Regions from separate parts of the Mus musculus genome. Here region 1 is linked to region 2. Evidence: chromatin contacts called from public promoter capture Hi-C data. All regions are on one chromosome and are shown on one strand. The core of a region is the stretch at or near the end of the contact, and the rest is flanking DNA. Distances in the headings are between cores, read along the strand shown. Region 1 holds the start of Cfap58 (cilia and flagella associated protein 58). Region 2 overlaps Sh3pxd2a (SH3 and PX domains 2A).

Region 1 (4,131 bases), core at 882-3,381, 580 kb before region 2:
TCTTTCATCCAATAATAATAAAACTCTAATCCATCCTGGAGATTATAAGTAGCCTAGTTTGCCTCTTCTCCCGACAAGCATAGCATGCCCAGTGTGAGGAAACCTTATATAATCTTAGTTTAAAAGCAAAAAAAAAAAAAATCTTGTACTGTTAGTTAAATCCCTACACATGATGTGCAAGCAAAACATGGTTTTTAGAGATTTAAATAGACACCATGCCTGTAACACTCGGTGTAACAGCTTTGGTACTATTTTAAACCCAACAGAGTTTTCCTTACTAAAAGCAGATTATTGCATAGAGCATGATTCAACCAACGCACAAAGAAAGAAAAAATCCTATTAAGCAAATGTGGAGCTGCTATTGCTCCAACTCATTGATACAAAACCTGAGTCACAGACACATTTATTGCAACAGCGTTCTGCGCTCTTGCCTGGAAAGTGGTGTTAACGTCAACACTTGATCAGCAGCCTAACGATTTGTTTGCACCCAGGTTCTCCCTGTGCACCTGGCACTTACTGCAGGAATGGAAAAAATATCAAAAAAAAAAAAAAAGAATATGTTAAAGAAACTTTTGTGAACAAAAGAGATGTATTTTTCTGTTGTCGCTTCAAAAAGTATTCTATTAAAGGCAAAGAGAAAACAAAACTCTAGCTCTGACCAATGGGCAGTTGGTATCTTCTACATTGTGGCCAAGTGGGTATTTACAGGGAGATCAACATGAAGTGCTACGAGGAACTGTGACATTCCACCATTCATCTACCTAGAATGTCTGCCACATGCCGCCAAGTGCTCTGGGCTCTGCAGGTCATCAGCTTGTCCTGCAGACAACAAGTTTTCCAGGGAGGAAAACATGGAGAATGAAGAACAATGAACTGAGAAGAGGACAGTGAGAACCAGAGAAAACACAAAGCAAAGCAAAAGAATGAGGAATAAAAATGAGAGCAAGCAGAACCAAGAAGCGAAGATGGGAAGTGAAGAGTCATGAAAGAGACCAGGTAGTGGGGAGCGGTGATGTGACCACAGTCTCCCGGGACACTGAGTGATGGCAACTGGGAGCAGGGACAGTGTGGGGGGATAAGGAACGATGGGGGTGGAGCTTACAAAGGCAGAGTTGAGGTGGAGGAGATGGAATGGTGAGGAGATGCAAAGGCAGAGAGAGGACAAGAAGCAATTGGGCGGGGCACGGTTGTGCTAGGAGATGTTGGGACCGGGGCTGGTTTCATGGGTGTGGGCCCAGTCACTCACTCAAGACTTAGTACTCAGAAGACTTCTACCTTGGTTAAATTCTCTGCTGTCACAGCTTAAAAGTCTTAGTAATTTTAAAAAGCTTTTCATTTTACTCTGGAACTCACAGATTATACAGCTGATACTGGCTGGAAATGGTATATAATAGGTAAGGTGCGGGTGCACTCTGATAGATCGGTGAAGAATTTAAGTAAGACCAAGATAAATGAGAACTCTGCATGTCAAGTGATGGCAAGGATGTAGGGCTGTCGAGGTTATAGATGAGAGGGCTAATGGACAGACAGGTTACTGAAGGATGCAGAAGTCAGCCCTCATCAGTGCAGCTGAAGATGAAGTGTCCAGTAACACAGGCGAGAGACGGGGCTGCGGGATGTTAACACGGGGTCAATGAGAGCACAGGGCAATGACAATGAGCTGGAGGGCCGTGATGAAAGTGTGACAGCTGGTGATCATGTGTTAGGGGATCAGGGCGCGACAGGTGGAGAGGTTAATGAGGAAAGTAACAATGAGACATTTTCAATAACATCTCTGCTGCGGTATCAGTAATCGCCCGCAGTTCAGACTGCCAGTCACGGTCTGCGAATTCATGAAGAGAGGAGAGGTGGGACAGAGCCACGAGAGAAAAAGCGTGAGGATGCATATAGCAGGGGTGCTTGTGAAGGAGGATCAGAATTAGTGAGTGTAACAAAGGATGAGTTCCAGTAGGAAAGAGATGACAGGAAGAGAACCAAGGAGAAAAAGAGGGGCTCTGACTCCTGACCTCCGTCATCCTGACGCTGTTTGGAGGCGGCCTCAAAGGCTGCCGAGGAGATCAGAAAACTGGGCTGGAGTCTGGAGAAGGGGCTGTGCACTGCCCCCAGTGTCTAAAAGGGCGACACGTTTTTCTGATCGCCAGCCCGGGCGCCGAAATCCGGCGCTCGGTGCGTCTTCGGTCGCCTGGCAACCGCCACGCCCCCTGCCGCTGAGGCAAAGCACAGGTTCGAAAGGGGCGGAGCCCCGTAGGTCGGTACCCGGCAGTGGTCCGCAGAGAAATATGCAAATATATCCTGAAGGGGATGGAGCCAAGGAACCGTGCCCCTGAGAGGCATAGCAGAATCCCCAGACTCAAGAAACCAGTGCACTGTGAATGCATAGAGCTGGGATGGATAATCAGTCTTGTTCGTGAAATGTGGTTTTCTTTCTCTTTATCGCTAGCCCTATTTCCCAACCCTCAAATTCAGCCACAAAGATTGTTAATAAGTGCTTGTGTGCTCAGATATGTATTTTTAAAAAAAATCAATCCCATTTTCTCGTGTGTTTTTATTAGTTTGCTAATGAACGTTAGAAATATGTTCTTTTCTCACTGGGCAGCGTTCTTTTCTAGGGCCTAATTTTATTGCACTGGTGTCCGTTGCTTCAGACTTCTGCTTGGCATTTCAAATTGAAGACCCGACACATGTCATTTCCTTCCTCAAATGTTGAATAACAAGGCTGCCTCCAATTCACCAATCACCACCATAGCCATTGTTGACTGGTGTGCATTTTACGGACCTATATATAAATTCCCCTGTAGGAGATATTGATGAGCGAGGTTGTGCATAGGGGAATCCTAGGGGACATCATATTAGAACACGCATGTGTGTTCTGCAAAAGAAATCTCACCGAAGGGCCACTGGGGCTAAGACAACCTCTCCTCTCCTTTTCCATGTCCCTATTGTAAGATGTATTCTTCCACTTCACCCACTACACATAGGCAAAAGCTCTGTTCCGTAGCAACTCGTGAACCTAAGACGCAGTGACCACGTGACTATCCGAAGCGTGTACCTTTTCCTGCCTAAAAGTGGACTCTGCTTTCCAACAGCAAAGGTGCAATCCCTTAATGGCACTGCCCTATATATGTTGTACCACAGCGAATGTCCCAGGTTCTGCACCCATCCGGCGTTTACTGAGCATCAAGCAAGGGCTAGACAAACATTAGTTCATCTAATTAGGCAATTTTCAAATTCTGTCAATGGGCTGGAAGAAGCAGAGGCACATTTTGCTTTTACTTTCGCTTCCTCCACTGAAGAAATTGAGCATTTTTCTTCCTATGAACACGAGCTGCTCTGGGCCTCCCTTCTGTGAGCTTCCCTGTTCATAACCTTTGCCAACATTTTTATCCCTGTAAATATTTATTGAAATTTCAAAGAATAAAAATAATAAAATGACATAGGAAAATTTTACTTTTCTTTATTTGGACGTTTCAATAACATTCCTTTGGGGAATGCTTAAGTAGGTCTTTTTAATTTTTATAGTAATACATACATATTTTTATAGTAATATTTAGAAATCTATGCCAATCAAGAGGGTAAAAACTCCTTTTCATGTCACCTTTTTGACTTGTAAAACTTCTCCATTTGCAGCTGCTTAAAAGGGTCTGCTACTTTGGCTCTGTGGCTGGTGAGATAGTTCAGTGTGTAAAGGCACTTGCTGCCAAACCAGATAACCTAGGAATAGTCTTCAAAATCCCATTGAGTTGAAAGGGAGAACTCACTCCCTACATTGCCCTCTGACCTCCTCCACATGTCTGTATTTTCCAGCTAACACACCCACGAGCGCCACACACACACACACACACACACACACACACACACACAATGTTAAACCATAGTATTTTGTTCTTCTAGTTAGTCTTGAAAAGGACCATTGAGTTGGGTTGGAGAGGTGGCTCAGGTTAACAGCACTGGCTGCTCTTCCAGAAGATTTGGGTTCTATTCCCAGCATCCACACGGTGTCTCCCAAGCATCTGTAACTCCAGTTCCAGGGATCTGGTACCTCTGGTCCTTGAGGGTAGCAGGAATGTACACAGTGCACAGGCATACACGTGGGTAAACACCCACACACATAAGATAATTTTTTTAAAAGAC
Region 2 (4,338 bases), core at 632-3,131:
ATGAGAACGGACCTGGCTCTAGCTGTAGGTTATGTTTGGAGGCGTCTCACAGAGCCCTCCCTCCAGGTTCTTCCCCTAGGTGCTTAGGCAGCCAGCTGGTCTCCGGCTGAGGCACTGGGGTTGAGAGCCAGCCCCACCTTATGCTGGGCTGCGTCCTGGTGAGACCCTCAGCTAGGCAACTCTATTCATCTGTCATCATTCGTCTGGCCAGGGACATGGGCCACCCTGTGCTCCCAGCAACCCATCCGCGGCCACTGGCTAATGCACAGAGAATCTCTTCATAGAATCGGTCTTACCCAGCCCGGCCCAGTGGCTGTGGGTCAGAGAGAGATTGGATGAGGAAGGGCACAGGACTCTGTAAGTGCATTCTGCCCACCTCCACCACAGTCCCTTCTACCTGGGTGCAAAGGTGCCCACGGGAAATGTGTCCGCACCGAGGAACAGAGCCTCTGTGTCCCCGCTACCATGCTGGATAGACCAACAGGAGGGACGAGGATTCAAAAGCCCTTGTCTGGCCTGACCGTCACTCCAGCAAAGGTCAGTGAGGGCTTGGTGCAGGCCGAAAGGCTGTCGTCAGGGCTGACACAGGGTTTCTGGCTCCCTTAAACAAGAGCGTAGGGAAAATATAGGGGTGCCTCTACAGGGTGACCTGGGGTCCTGGTATTTTTCTCACATTGTGCTTTCTGTTCTCCCCTGATCCCCAGCCTTGGGAGGAGTTGGGGTGTGGGTGTCTCTCATTTCCACATACTTCCTGTCTCATGGCTGAGGCCCAGGTACCCTGGGGCATCTCCATCAGGACAGGTAAGCCCCATCTACCCACCCACGCAGGTCTATCCAGCAGGCAGGTGTTCTGCCTCCCCCAGGACGGGTGGCCCCTTTCTCCTCAAAGCCCAAAGGCTCATTCTGACCATAGCTGTCTACTCTTGAGTATAACCCCCCAGTTGGTGACCTCTCAGGGACAGTGCAAATCAGAGCTGAACTTAAAACTGGGCCTTCTCCACTCTGACGCAGGCCTTCTGATGGCACCAGGGAGAAGGCTGTTCATCAGCTGACTATATACTTTGTGAGGCCCAGGGGCCAATGTCCGAGGTACAGCCTCATCCCTGGCAAGGAAACTCAGTCTGAGGGAGGAAGGCACTGCAAGGGAGTGCTCACCCTGTGGGAGGCAGCAGATAGCATCACAGGTGCTGAACCCAGCTCCACCTCCACCTACTTGGTGCTTAATTGTTTAAGGCCCAGGGCTCTTCTAACAATGGCAGCTGCTGATCCAGTGGGGCAGGAGAAGAGATTGTGTAGGCTCAGGGCTTCCCACAGCACCGGGCCAGCCTGGTCAGGTGCTCGGAGGCTCGCATAAAGAGCATAAAGGCCTTCTACCTGAGACCAAGGGATGGTCAGCTACTCAAGTCAGAGAGCAGGTGGGGACACCTACCCGGAGGGAGTCTGCAGCCAACCTCAGGAAAGAGGCTGTCTCTGAAGGAGCCTTAGGAAGTGTTCTGAGAGGAGGTGGGTACAAGGCCATTACTAGCTCCATCGACACTGGCATCAGATATGGGGACAGAATCTGGGTGTCTCTGAGTTCCTCCTGGCTCTGATATCTTGTGGTCCTGTCAGAACTAGGTGCCTATTGCTGTGGTCCAAGTGTGTAACAACTTAGGTATAATGGCTATAAGAGCAGAAAACACAAGCAAGCAAGCAGAGAAACAAACAAACACTACCTCAAAGTGAGGAGCAAGCTTTCTGAAATCCCTAGGATCCTTTGCTATAGTGGTCTGTAAGGCGCTTAAGGTTGGAGTTTGAGCGCCAGTCTAACTTTGAGATCCTTAGAACCAGTGCCTCATTCCAGATCTGTGTGTATCTTTCGCCACCTGGTGGTAAGACTGAGTATTACAGCCACCTGCATTGGTACTGTCTGTCTATTGTTATTCTCCCAGGAAGCTGGTAATCCCTACTTCAGTTGAGGCAAATGGCTGTATCTCCACCCCCTCCCCACCCCCACCCCAAGGTGTATGTCTATAGAGACACCAGGGGTGGTCCTGGAGACTTTCCTCTGGCCTCCAGAGCTCCTGGATAAAACTCTAAGGATGGGCGCCATCTGGTGGGCACAGGAAGCCTGTTCCAAGAAGCACCCAGAAAAATCTAGGCTTCCTCCCACTAACTATAATCAATCCCTCTGGCTCTCTAGCAGGTAGCCAGCTTACTTGTCACTGGGGCAGAGGTAGAGGTGGAGGTGGGGGTGATCAAGAGTGCATACAGCTGACTTTGTGTCCCACCCAGCCTAGAACTGCCACTGACAGGCTGTGAGCCTGAGAGTCTAACTCAGTGCTGAGGCTCAGACGCTCCCCCCCCCCCCCCCCCCCCCGCCAGCTACATCCAGCCTTTCAAATGGTCTCAAGTGTACCACTGATGTGACAACTAGCAGCCCAGTCCCCACTGTGTGGCTATCACTACCAATTTCAGAATATGTTTACCACTCTTCCTGGAAAGTGTATCACCACTGCATTACGGCTGGTTTGCTTGCATGGATGTCTGTGTACCATTGGGCCCAGATTTAGTGACTGAGAGGGCCTTATCAGGCATACCACCGAGACCAGATCACCCCAAGAGCAATATTTACCTTGGCTTACCATCCGTCATACCCAGTTCTTGCAGTTCATTTGGGAGATGACACCGGGCAGGGAGAGAGGGAGGGAGGCAGCCAGTGTTAGTAGTAACAGCTCTGCAGGAGCCAGCAGCTCAAGCTATAGGCGTGCCTGACTCCAGGGATGCCCAGCACCCCTGTCAGCCCACATACAGCCCACTGGCACACAGCAATTGTGGGGAGTCCCAAAGGCCTGAGTGAGTTAGACATGGGTGATGTACACTGTGCTAAGGGTGACTCACTGGGCTTCTCTCATGTCCTATTCCTGGGAAGCCAACCTCCCCAGCTCTAACCCCAGGGCCCTGTCTTCCTTCTCTTCTCTCCCTTCAGTGCCTCATCGTCTGATTTACCCTCCCTCCCCATCTCTTTCACAGCCACCTTGACATCTTCTTTCCGTCTCACAGCCCCAGAGATAAGGAGTGAGCTCTTTTGAACCTGAGACCCAGTAGGTTCTCTGCAGATACAGTACTGAGTGGAGCATCTAGTTGGTGCTACTGTGAACATTGACCCTACCTAGTGGAGACTGGACTGGCACTGCCTCGGGGCACAAGGTCTGTGCTGCCTGGAAGAGGCAGGGATGCTCAGGGGGGCTGCACTGCTGGTGTCTCAGGTACAGTGGCTGAATAGGAAGCAATCTAACAGCTATCCAGTCCAGGAGGGCTCCTGCCATGGGCCTTGGAGAACCCATGGGGCCCATATACAGGAGAGGCTGTGGTGGGGAGCAGCCTCCTGGGGAGTCTCTAGGGAATGGGGTTAGGCATATCTACCACAGGCATGTCACGGTGAGCCAAGCGCTGTCAGAGACGTGGTTTCGAAGCTACATGGCGGGAACACTTGACCAATGTAGGGCTCCTGTCACTGTTGGGATCGGTAATCGGGACAGCAATGAGGGATTCTTCCCGTCTCCCCACCATTGAGAAGGCAGTGTTTAATGGGGGTGGGAAGGGTGGTTCAATAGCAACTGCCACCATTCCTGCCCCTATCTGGGCTCCAGAACCCGAGGGAAGCAAGTCTGTGGGAGACCTAGAGCTGATAAAACCCAGTCTAATCCTGGAAACTGAGGCATAAAGAAGGCAAAGCTAGGCCTGAAAACTAAGTCTTGACACCCCAGTGCTGGACTGGCCTTTGGGGTCCATCAGAGTTACACTTGGACACGCTCAGAAATGTAACACACACACAGTCGGTAGGACATTGGGAAGCCCCCAAGCTGGCGTGGGGAGGCTCTTTGCTGAGTTTCCCCAGCCACAAAGGCCCTTGGCTGGGAGCCGCTGGCCTGCCTGTTGAGCCCACTGTGTGGAATGTGGCAGCCGCCTGCCCCTTTGTGGAGCGGCCTCATTAAGTCCGCCTCTTGGCCTGACACACTGAAGACATCTAGACTTGGCATTCATTCGTTCCCTTTCCCTGGGATCCAGGAGCCCCCAAGGAGGCCTGGCAGCCTCACAGCAGAGGGGATTCCTGGGAAATCTGAAAGCAAAGGGGCAGCCATATCACAGGGGTCTTGGGACCCCCAACTCTGCAACCTAGCAGCCCTCTGACCTCGGCAGAGTGCTTTACCCACAGAGTCCGACTCTCTTCCCATCTGTGCAGAGATGCTCTATCATCTCAGCCTAGCTACATCCCTCCCAGGTCCGTCCTGTCCACAGCCCAACCTCATCTCCCCCTCAGTGCCCACCTTTAGTCCCCTGTCTCAGACGATGCTA

Evidence for each region. Promoter capture Hi-C pulls out the DNA fragments that hold promoters and counts their contacts.
Region 1: a promoter capture Hi-C map of hippocampal neurons shows a contact between it and region 2, with 5 times the contacts expected there. The contact joins the promoter of Cfap58 here to the enhancer-like site in region 2. A contact is called at or near these places in 14 of 39 promoter capture datasets (the 3T3-L1 cell line, 3T3-L1-derived adipocytes, the C10 cell line and 10 more), 17 of 484 Hi-C or Micro-C datasets (B cells, cardiomyocytes, cerebellum and 10 more), 1 of 115 datasets of contacts at active chromatin or transcription factors (embryonic limb bud) and 2 of 9 other capture datasets (embryonic stem cells and liver).

Annotation. Positions count from the first base shown.
Region 1 is chr19:47,935,712-47,939,842 of GRCm38.p6, reverse strand. It overlaps Cfap58 (cilia and flagella associated protein 58), which reads right to left and starts at 2,131. Exons shown (of 18, transcript NM_001163267.1): 1 at 2,007-2,131. The coding sequence starts at 2,015.
Region 2 is chr19:47,354,289-47,358,626 of GRCm38.p6, reverse strand. The region is part of intron 5 of Sh3pxd2a (SH3 and PX domains 2A); the gene reads left to right. Among named protein-coding and RNA genes, the nearest start is that of Gm29834, 70 kb to the right of the region's middle. Within about 2 kb of position 1,881, at least 40 of the 459 cell types and tissues checked have an H3K27ac peak or open chromatin away from gene starts, as enhancers often do. A contact at or near this core is called in B cells and hippocampal neurons, where this site is marked.